Linked DNA regions of Hordeum vulgare: region 1 is linked to region 2. The links are chromatin contacts, called in public Hi-C maps. All regions are on one chromosome and are shown on one strand. Each heading gives the region's core, a stretch centred on a gene start, on an enhancer-like site or on the middle of the called end of the contact. The rest is flanking DNA. Distances are from core to core; before and after follow the strand shown.

What was found. A called contact is a pair of places that touch in the nucleus more often than the background predicts.
Region 1: a contact with region 2 is called in a Hi-C map of leaf, with 3 times the contacts expected there. The contact joins two enhancer-like sites. A contact is called at or near these places in 2 of 6 Hi-C or Micro-C datasets (leaf and seedling).

What each region holds. Positions count from the first base shown.
Region 1 is chr3H:253,994,052-253,999,831 of MorexV3_pseudomolecules_assembly, reverse strand. The region is part of intron 1 of LOC123439846 (a long non-coding RNA gene); the gene reads left to right. Among protein-coding and RNA genes, the nearest start is that of LOC123439846, 5.2 kb to the left of the region's middle. Within about 2 kb of position 4,526, at least 2 of the 3 cell types and tissues checked have open chromatin away from gene starts, as enhancers often do. A contact at or near this core is called in leaf, where this site is marked.
Region 2 is chr3H:253,791,292-253,797,268 of MorexV3_pseudomolecules_assembly, reverse strand. No RefSeq gene overlaps it. Among protein-coding and RNA genes, the nearest start is that of LOC123445862, 150 kb to the right of the region's middle. Within about 2 kb of position 2,443, at least 3 of the 3 cell types and tissues checked have open chromatin away from gene starts, as enhancers often do. A contact at or near this core is called in leaf, where this site is marked.

The DNA of each region.
Region 1 (5,780 bases), core at 3,277-5,776, 200 kb before region 2:
AATATCCCCATTTAATTAAATAAAGAATTTCAAATGGTCTCAAGCAGGGGCTCAAGCACTAAATGATATTTAAAATTCCACTTGAAAAGAAAAGTTTTTGGAAAGAGGCTTTGAGAAGAGTCATGAAGTAAATTATTTCTCAAAAAATTTATTCTAGGCAATATTTTATTTTATAAAAATATTATTAAATTTTTGAGGTGTGAGACACACTACCCCCTTAAAACTAAATCTTGTGCCCGAGATTTGCTTAGGAAGAGAAAACAATTCACTCATGAAAACACGGAATCATGACCACTCAATTGCATGCGCAAACAAGATAATCATATAGCACACCCTCACTCATATGTAGGTGCAAACAATGCAATCAAATAGTACACTGCTGCACAGCCAGCATCAGGAAAACATACTACTGGACTAACATATACTCTGATGGCGGTTAACGAGATACGGGCAAGGGGTTCCCGAGAAAATCTTCCCGATCGGGGAAACACATTCTACTTCTCCTAGAAGGAGTCTGGAGAACGTGTCCCCTTTTTGTCTGACAACAACCGCCCACCAATGGAAAATATGGGAAAAAATTCCAATAGAAGGAGTGTGGAATTTATCCACCCATTGATGGATCAACACCCTTTGCGAAGACCTGAAGGACAAGGGATGGTTACACTAGGTCTGCTCTATACTGGGCTACGAGGCAACATGATTACCTTTGTGGGGTTGTATCTAGAATTTCTGAATGAATCCCAATGGGTATTCATGGGGAGGACTGGCTCACCGTAGCACACTTGGTGAGAAGTGCTAGGCGCGGTCATGGTTGGTCTCGCTAGGTACCTCGTTTAGGGACACACCGTATGACACTGGTGTGTCTTGGTTCATCGGTATGGAAACTCGGGTATCAACTCCCAAGTGACACATCACTCTGTTAGCTAGCTTGGTGGCTGGGTGGTCACGCCCAAAAATTTATTCAAAGGCCGCACGGACTGCTCTACACAATTCTACCTTTAAAAACAAAGGCGTGCACGCATCCTGCAATTTTATTTAAAACAGGGTCTATTACAACACGTGAATACAACATTACATGGCAACACTCGGTACTAAGGCCAAACAACTACTCTGACGGACTCGCTCCGCCTTCATTGCTCTCTGAGCGGACGGGTTCAGTAACCAGTACGGCTCCTCCATTTACCATGGCTCGAGAGTCAACAGGGCTATGGAACGGGGATAGAGGGTTGCGGTGGCAACGACGTCTTGGACGGCATGACCTTGGCACAACTTCTTAACAGAAGGCATCCAAATTGTGGTGAAGCTCCGCCGGGGTCATGGTCGGGTGAGCTAACATAAAGGTTGGGGCAGACCTTAGAGATCTAATAGGTCTTCCAACCAAGATGTGCTCGTTGTTGGAGGCGGTTGCGACTTCATGATCTCCCGGGTTCTGGCGAGCAGTTGGTGTGCGACTCATGACCAAGTCAGAGGCGATCTGATTGATGACTGCCTCCTGCGCTCTCAAATAGCGCACAATCTCCACCAATGTAGGGTCTTCCTCAAGGTATTCACTAGCAACTCGGGTCAGACTACCATAGCCTTCACAACAAGGATAGTAGCCGAATGGTTGGCTATCCATCCATGGCGACAGATGTCGCAGTTGGACTATAGCTTCTCGGGCTACAAGCCTTCATATGTGGCTACTCTACCAGTGAAATGGTGAGGGCACTCCAACAAGGAATTCCCTCCATAGAGGTGCACACATGCCAAAAGTAACGTATAACCGCACTCGCTGGTTCCTCATGTACAACATACACCGGAGGCTCTTCTATGCCAAAAACTTGGTGGCTGAGGTTGGCAAGGATGACTACGAAGTCCCGAGGCTCAAACACGATGGTCTCGTTGCAAAGAATGCGGCCATGCATCTTGCAAGTCAAGTGGTTTTTACTAGAGTGGTGGTCTCAAATTTGCGGGTTGCTGGGCTGAGGCAAGGCCTTCCTATATAGAATAGGGAGTCTTTCATCGCACGCTAGGAGATGCGACAGCTCTGGTGTCGGTCATAGACACAAAGCTTAAGGGCTGGGCTGACAGGTTAGCACCATTTGCCAAAAAGGTGTCGGATGTCTACTGTGGTTGACTATTCCGTTGGGTAGGCTAGGTATATATATATATATATATATATATATATATATATATATATATATATGGGGTGGGGATAGCGACCTAGCTAAGATAGGTTTAACCAATGGTGAGCCTGGCTTTGATACCAAGGTTGTAGCGACCGGTTTTTCAGAAAATAGGTCTTTGTGTTCACCAGCCCCAGGACTACTATTAGTTGGTAGACACTCACTTGATAAAATATATCCAAGAAAAAAATACAAAATCTGGGTTACAATACCATAAAGGTCTACTGGTTTGGACAGATGTTTGATGTTGACGGCGGAAGTGAGTCGAGGAATCTCCAACGTCCATGGGACTTCATTCCCACAAGAACAGCTGACCTCGATAAATTCCTATCTCATAAGGGTGCTATCCGAGGCTCCTAGGTTATGGGGTTGATGGCATCGTGCTCCTCTTTTTATGCAATTTGGCCAGCACAATAGCCAGGGACAAGCCAGTGAGTACTTTGAATGTACTCGCAAACATCAAGAAAAGAAATAAGTTAAAGCAGGGGAGATGCACGCATAATCCACTTAATAACTCTACCATGCCATTAGAATTTAATTCATGGATGCATTCATGCAGATAAGCAATTTCCACCAATGTTGTATAAACAAGCAAGGAAGGTAACCATGAATAAGTAATAACATGTGTGCCGCAGTCGGGCGTTGGAGCGACACCACCTAAAGGGCTCACATGCAAGTATTAACAGTTGCCATAGTCAGGCGTCTAAGCTACACCATAGAAAGGCTTGTAATAAATAATAACAAGCATACCACAGCCGGGCGTTTAGGCGACACCACAAAAAGGGCTTATAAGAAATAATAATAAGCATGCCTTAGTCGGGCGTCTTAGCGACACCACAAAAAGGGCTTATAAGAAATAATAATAAGCATGCCTCAATCGGGCTTCTGAGCAACAACATATAAAGGGCTTATATAAAACAATAATAAATATAGAATATCCAGGAGGTAGAACCATCCCACGGATATCCATCAATCATAATCATAGGGGTTAGTCCACAGTAATAATAATAATATGATCATCCACCACATTTCCTGATTAGTCTTACGATTTCTTTAACTTCCTCTGAAGATCGACATTCAGACCCACACTTGACTAGTCAACCAGTCGTCCTTGACCATGGAAACGGCTACTCGAATAGTTTTGACTTTGCAGAGGGTACTGTGTACTTTTTACCCACAGCCCTCGGGTTTCATTAGTCACTCGGACTAATCCCGTGTATGGTACCTCAGAAGTAAACTCTCAGAACCACTACACACCCAATTTTCCACCGCGAAGACCGACATCACTCGGACTACAATGCTAGGGAAAATCCATAAGACGGGGAGGCTCCAACCTCGACTAGCATGGGATCAAATTTATACCGCGCGCTACAAGGTAATGGCCGCTCCCTTTGGGTCCCAGGCCGGAAACACCCATGCCCCCTGACCAGATGACTTGATTTAGTCCAGGGCCATGGATACCTTCATCCCGTCCTCTCTACTTGATGTGTACCTGGTAATAGATTTATGACCTACTAGACCGCATTCCCTTTCGGAAAGACCTATGGCAGCACGAAGATAAGCCGACACACAGATAAGACTCGATCAACGGTCGACTTAGGGAGTTTACTATTTTCCTGGAATTCTTAGCACCACACAATTTTCTTGAAGGAATTAACTAAGGGTTACTACCATCACACCCCGACATGCTTTCACTAACCACTCTCGTCCCACGAGGTGTCAGCCCATGGTCTCATTTCCAGCAGACACCGTTACTCCAAGGTTGTCCAGACGCACATAGCATACGAAGTATGAGGCAGTAACCACTCACCACTTGCCTTCCACAAACTTAGCAACAACAATATCCATCACATGCTCTTATGCAAGGTATGATTTCATGCGAGATTTTTATTAACAAAATCTAAAATCACACAATAGATGCACCACAACAAACATCACACCACTTTATGAAAAAACAGAGTTCAAGATGCTTGCCTTTGAAGTTTGAGGAGGGTGAGGTCTATCCCAAAATCTTGAAGTAGGTCTCCTCTCTCCAAAATCCTATTTTGAAAATATTTGAATTAACACACAGACACAAAACAGCACACAAAAGTTGTTTAATCTTTTTAAAATAAATTTGTAAATAAACTTGAGGAATTTTTAAATAAGTATGAAAAATAATCAGTCCATTTGGAGTTTTTTATAGAAAGTTCGAGCCTTTTGAAAATCCTGGTCAGTTCTGTTTTTAATAAAATCACCAAAAGGAAAGTGCTTCAGAAGGAATACGCTTCCCACCAGAGAAAGCGCACCTACCGAAACGGCTGCAGAAAATACGCTTTAACCGAATGAAAACGCACCACGGGGGACTCGCTAGCTAGCGAAGTGGATGGCTAACCGACATGTGAGGGCCACGTGTTGGATTTGTCTCGTTCCACTCAAGCTGTGAGACATCATCGGGGGCGGGCTCCGGCAGCGATTGTCGGCGGCACGGGCCACCGTTCTGGACGTTCAGCCTATCTACGAGCTGCACCTCGAGGAGGGTGGAGGAGGGCCCAGGGAGCTCTAGACGGGGCAGAGCTTCGACAACCGCGGGAGGCGCCGGGCACGCCAGTGCTTCGGCCAGAGGTGAGGGGAGAAGAGGCTCTGGTTCAGCTGCGGCTCAGGAGGAGCTTCCTATGGCTCGAAGAGAGGAATTGAGTACACAACAGCCCCTGGAGAGGCTCTTTATAGCCGGCTCCGAGTCGGTTCTGCGGCGGTCAGGGGATAAGCATGGCGGTGATATCCATATGGCAGCACACCGGAGGCAACAGGGTCGGCACCAGGGGCAGCAGGGGTAGCGGGGCTACACGAAGACGAGGCAGGAGGGGAACCGGGGCACCTGGCATGTGGGGAAGGTCCGGGCGGCGCCGACCACTGCTTAGACGGGCCGCTGCGGTCGGCAGGTTGCCAGAGCTGCAGGCCGACGCGCTGCGCCGCTCAGGGCAGGGCGGCCAACAGTCTGGGGAGAGCGTTAACGTGACTCTACAACAGACCAAAACGGCAAGGAGGTGCACAGACGCGACGGCTCGGCACACACGCGTGCAAAATGTGTGCTCTCGGCATGTCTAGAGCACGCACAACACCTGTTCGATGAAATGCCAGGCATCACCAATGGACTCCAAGGCTGCTAAGATTTACTAGGGTTAGGCTAGGGGCATGGGAAGGTCTGGTGGACATGAGGGTTTGGTTGGGGAAACAACTCCATAGAGCAAATCAAGAATAATGCCAAATATGTCTATGCTCCCAAGGTGCTTGATGAAATGCCACATGAATAACTTGGTAATGCAATTGTTAGAGAAAATCATTTCTGAACAAAATGTTCAGGCTAACATCACATGCATTTAAAATCATTCAATGGGGCTCAACTCATGGAGTTAAGGTTTTGCTAGGGTGTCACACAAGCATGCAAAATCTAAAGGCAACCAGATTAAGGAAAAACATGGTTGTAGTACAAAGTACCAAACTGGATCAAAGAAGAAAAAGAGTTGTTTTGCTAAATTTTTCCAAGGCACAAGGTTGGATTTTTTATAAAAGTGAATCCCATGCATTACTTGACATCCCCAATTTTTTTATAGAATTTGTGGAACAATATAACTA
Region 2 (5,977 bases), core at 1,194-3,693:
ATTTTCATGGCAATGTTGGGAGACTTGACATAGACGGTGGTAGGGAGCAAGACATAGAGATAGAAACGAGGCAACTAGCACAGCAATGATAGTAGTGGTATCTAGGAAAATGATCATCTTGCCTGTGATCCCTCTCAAAAGAAGAACAAATCCGTGAAGTAGACAAACCAACTTGTCGAACGAATCCTCACACTTCGAAGAGGTTTCAGAACTCTATCAAGAAGAAATAATCCGAAAACAAACAATCAACACACGATAAACACCACAACATATGCATGACATGATGTGCAAATAATTATGATGCATGACCACACGATTATGCAAGGCATGACAATCACAACAAACAAATACAACACATTAAGTGAAGCTCAATATGCAACGGTTGCATATTGACGAAACTCTACGTTTGAATCATTTAGTTTACTATCGTTCATGTACTCATCAATATTAAATGTTCTTTAATATGGGTGGTCATAGCATAAGGTGAAGATGGAATTACACAATTTTAAATGGAGAAGGAGAACATACATATACAAAAATAATAAGTCTTCGTATTTAAGAGGAATGGGGTTAATGTTTTTTAACTAAACAATCATTTTAAATGTTGTTAAACATGGCAGGAGGTGAAGTATGAACAACTACATCATCTAGGCATTTTAAACGAGGCCCGAAACAACATATAGTATTTCCCAAACAACTCCATATGTAATTTTTGAATTTGCTACTGTTCTGCCTAAAACACAACTTTAAATTTTGTAAACAGAAAATAAATGCCACCATGTTATTATACACGTTTTTCCTGTCAAGTTACATATGTTGATCATTTTAATCGGTGCTACAGTTAATTAATTATGAGACAAACCAATTTTCACATGTCATTATGCAAATTAAATCAAAACAATAAGTTAAATACTTTTCAAATGTGTGAAAGTTACAAATTACTAATCCACACAAAATTCTGATCATTTAACATATAGAACGTGTTTAAATTCGATGCATGGAGATTTAGTTATTAGCAATTGAAATTGGTGGCATTTTACAAACTATGCATGTCGTGAATATAAACTAAAATCACAACATAGAAAAGAAAAAACAATACGGGACGGATTGCAGAAACCTGTAGTGGACAGGTGTGGAATCGGCCCAAGTGACCATGTCATAGCAAAAGTATGACCAACTACATCATCTAGGTATTTTAAATGAGGCGTAAAACAACATATAGTATTTTCGGAACAACCACATATGTAATTATTGAATTTGTTACTGTTCTGCCTAAAACACAATTTTAAATTTATTAAACATTAAAATAAATGCCATCAATTTACTATACATATTTTTCTAGTCAAGTTACATATGTTCATCATTTTAATCGAAGCTACAGTTAATTAATTATCAGACAAATCGACTTTCACATGGCATTATACAAATTAAATGAAAACAACAAGTTAAATATTTTTTAAAGTATGAAAGTTGCAAATTGTTAATCTACGCAAAAATCTGATCATATAACATATAGAACATGTTTAAATTTGATGCATGGAGATTTAGTTATTAGCAATTGAAATTCGTGGCAGAGAAAAGAAAAAAATAACACGAGCCGGATTGCACAAACCTGCAGTGGCCCATGTGTGGAATCGGCCGAAGTGTCCATGTCATAGGAAAAGTAACAAAAATGGAATTCGTGCCTGGGACTCGAACCCTTATTCTCGTGGATGGAAACAAGTGGCCCTAGCCACCACACCAACCCCATGTTCCTGCTAAAATAGGGCGTTGCTATCATAGAACAAAACCGAGGGCCTAGCCTTGATTTCCCTAAACACACGAGAATCTCGCTGGTATTTGGCAGTAGCAAACACAGCTACCGACGGGAGATGCACGGGAGCGGCGGCGTGATTTGTCATGGGCAAGAGATGGTCGACGGCATGCTGCACTCCACGTCGGCGGGGTCGGCGAGCACGCAGGGCTGCAGATTCCTCACTCAGAGGCGGAGCTCCATGGATGGGCAGCCATGGCGGAGGGCGCATGGAATGAGGGGTCCGGCTGCTCTGACGAGATGGCGGGCGGGCGATGGGACGCCGGAGATCCGGTGCTCGGGCTACTGTGGGACGAGGTTGGTCAGGGGCGGAGCTCGATCCGGCTTGGCGGAGGCTGTGGAGGTCCAAATCGGGTGGCCACCTTGCTAAAACAGAGAGATGTAAGAGAGTTCAGGGAGCACACAAAAGAGAACAAGAAATCAGAGGAAGGAAAAGGAAGGCGTAGCGGGCGAGGCACGCACAGGAGGCAGCTCGGGCACGAGAAGCCAAGGAGCTCATGTTGGACGAGGCCAAGCACGAGGGATGGCTGGATGCCAACGGAGCTCTGCGGTCGGCGCGTGGAACAGTGAGGCCTCTCCATTGTGATGGGGTTGAAGAGCTCAGCAGACGAGCGAGGCTGTGGCTTTTTATGGTTGGGCAGTTGCAAAAATCAAGGGAGGTGGTCGGGCGATGTGATTGGTGGAATGGACCGGGAGGGACCCCGAGGTAGGAGGGGATTGGAGGCGGCTGGTCGATGGGACAAATCTCCTAGCTTCTACGGTTTGGACTAATTTGGTTAGGGGTTGGTCTATAAATAGAAAATTGAGATTAGGTTTAGACCCTTCAATTTAAATTGGATTATCGGGAAAAAAATAGGTTAGAGAGTCTAATTAAAAACCCAATGATGGTTTGGGGTATTACGGGGTTGATCCGTACCCAAAGGTCGTGGCCGTCTAGGATCAGGTCGAAGAGTTTTCGGACTAGGTTGCGTGCAGGTTGATGCACTATGCACACGGGCTAGGCGGAGACGAGAGGGAAAACGGTCAGCCCGAAAACATACTTTTATATATAAAAAATGTCCTAATTTGATCGGCTATAGTGCCGCTATAGGTTTAATGGTTCGGGTATCAAACGATCTCTGGATGCAACAAAATTTGGCAGAGGGTCTATCTACACTATATTAAGACCGCACACCAAATTTCAACCCATTCGAAGAAAGTTTTATACGCATTTTTAAAAACAATATTTCAATGATGCTGCGGGCGCATGGGTGTGTAGTTGGTCTCGAAATAGTCAACAAAAAATCCAGAGAGAACCGACAACTAGCAACGGATGCAAGTTTTGAAAAAAAATGATGGCAACAAAGTGCCGATGCAATGTGGATGATGTGAATGATGTGATGACGAATGCGACAACCAAATAAATCACACAACGACAACGGAATAAAAAAGGAATCTTCTGAGCATCGGTTCCGGGTCGTTATAACTCTCCTCCAGTAATAAGAGATCTCGAGCCGAGATCTTAGTATGAAAGGGGGGAGAGGAAAAAGGAAGGAAGAGGTAAACTTAGTGGCTTCTTTGACAACCGAGTAAACCCACGATCCTTGAAGATTGCAAGAGATGAAGAATTACATGAGGAACAAGCAAGAATTCAAAAGAAATTTGAGCAGCGCTTCGGTAGGACAATAGAGGTAAAACTTGATAAGATGGAAAGAGCTTGAAGAGTGGGCACAACACATCGGTTAAATAGACAAGCAAGGGACTAACATGATCTTGATAAAACAAGATAATGGATGAAAGAGAGAAACATCATAAAGTCTCTAGAACAAAAGAATAGAAAATAGATCATTTGACGGAGAAGGAAATGACAACTACTACCACAACTGAATTAGAAAAGCATCCTTACAAGGAAGGACTCGACGGAGTTGTTGGCAAATCAATAACAAAAAGAATAAGGTGGTTGTGGGCTTATGGAAACCATCTCAAAATTATGAGGTGACAACCAACCACTAACGGAAACAAAGATTGCTTGGGAGCCACAAGATATGCAAAACATCTTACACCAAGAGGATACATTGAGAACTTGGATTAATGATAAGCACCATGATAGCAACAATCCTTAGGAAAAGCTTTAAGTGAAATCGAATCTAAGATAACTTCAATGAAGAAATCATGATTTAAAATATCTCATGATCGAAGAAATTGGTGGGTTTAAATATCTCATTCATGAATCAAGAATGCTATAGCACCACCTCAAAGGAAAATGGAGGGAAAAATGCACTTTGAAGTGCAAGAGAAATAATACTTGAGCTCCTCCAACAAAATCTTTGAAGAACACTTCCAGAATGAATTAAATCCTTGATGACCACGATGAAGAACCTATTGGAGAACACCAGAATGAAAGGATGATAGAAAAGAATTTAAGGTTGATAAGAATAAGATTATGGCCTTGCAAATATTAAGATGGAATTTCGCAAAGAGATACTCGAGAAAACTCGGGACTCCAGAAAAGAAGATATGAGGATAATTGAGATAAAAAATTTGATATCATGAACAACTTCAGAATAAGGATTGAAATCACTTTGATGAAAGAATAAGATTTATGTTATGCTTATCCTTCATCAACATAAATTGATGACAAGCAACAAATTTTGCATCCTACTTGTTCTTCTTGAATAATATTGAGCAGAGATAAGAACACAAACTTGAACAAGTCTTCAGCGACAACAGTGGTAAGAATAAGACCGAATGAGAATACTTTGAATGAATGAAAAATAAAATACATGAGAACGAACAAATCATGATCCGCCTAATAGAAAACTTGAACGAAGCACCGGAATAATTGAAATACGAATGAAGGGACAACCAATGAGAAGAATTTGATAACAAAAGTAGAAAGCTCAGTGCGAATACATCTTCTGAAATGCTGGCCTTTAGAGGATCGAGAAATGAAAAGAACTCTGAAATGCACCGGATACATAATGAACGAATTTCTCATCATCAAAACAATTTAAGAGGATAGCAACACAGTGAGATGACAATCTTCAAAAGAATGGACAAGTATTTAAGAGGAACTCTTCTTCAGTTGTTAATGTAGAGAATGATGGCAAGATGCACCATCAAGAATTATTGAGACACTCCGGCTCAACGAGTAAGGAAAATGTTGAGCCAACGATGGAAATAATTCAAATCAGTCTTGAAGAAGGAATATGAATGTTGAGAATCATTCTTACGTCATATTGAAAAGAAGTTGAGATCTCTATAAAATATTAGAAGAGTGAGGTAAGATCCTGGGAAAAACGTGTGGGTTATGAGACCACTCAAACAAAACACCAATGAAACAATTGCTAAGAAAGATCGCTTGCACCACTACAAATGAAAAACTTGATGAGGTGAGAACTTCAAAATAATTAAAAGGATTTTGTTTGAAAATTGACACTTCAGAGAAATCTTCAACACTCCGAATAGAATAGAGAGGTATGAATAAACAATAGAGGCTTGGATAAGAATTTCCAATACGGGGAGACTTTAAAGGATGAAAAGGATATGATGAACACTGAGAGCTTGAATTGAGTTCACCGGAGAAGAAAACAAGAATGAAGAATGATGAACTCGAAACTCCTGAGAATCTTCACAATGAATCACCGGATACCATATGGACGAAGATATTGCAAAAGCATCAATGAAAAGAAAGACACTTGGACGATAATTTAATAGCTGAAGCAAAAGGGTGGGAGCGTGGGAAAAAACAAAGACAACTTAGGAGAGATGAGACAAACTCCAGAAAGAATATGAGGATGGATCTTGCAGATATGGGAGAGGATTAAATTAACTTGAAGAGGAGGACACCGGTTGAAAAATAATTTTTCATGACAACTCCCGCTGATCAAAAGGGTTAGGATTCCCATAGGAATATGAGAACACTGCTTAGAAAAGGTATGGAATCACCACTTGACATCTAAGTAACTCAAATTATCATACTCCAATAAAACAAAGGACGAGGCTTGCGAATTAAGCCAGAAACAAATTCATGGCACATGTTTCGCTCGATATTTTCGTGGTAGATTCGCTCGAGCTCGATCGTACATTGGATTGTCGTATTGAAATGACGCTCGAATATGCTCCCTAGGAGTAGCGAACTACAAGGCTTGACGAAGCATATCTGACCACACATATCGAGACTGT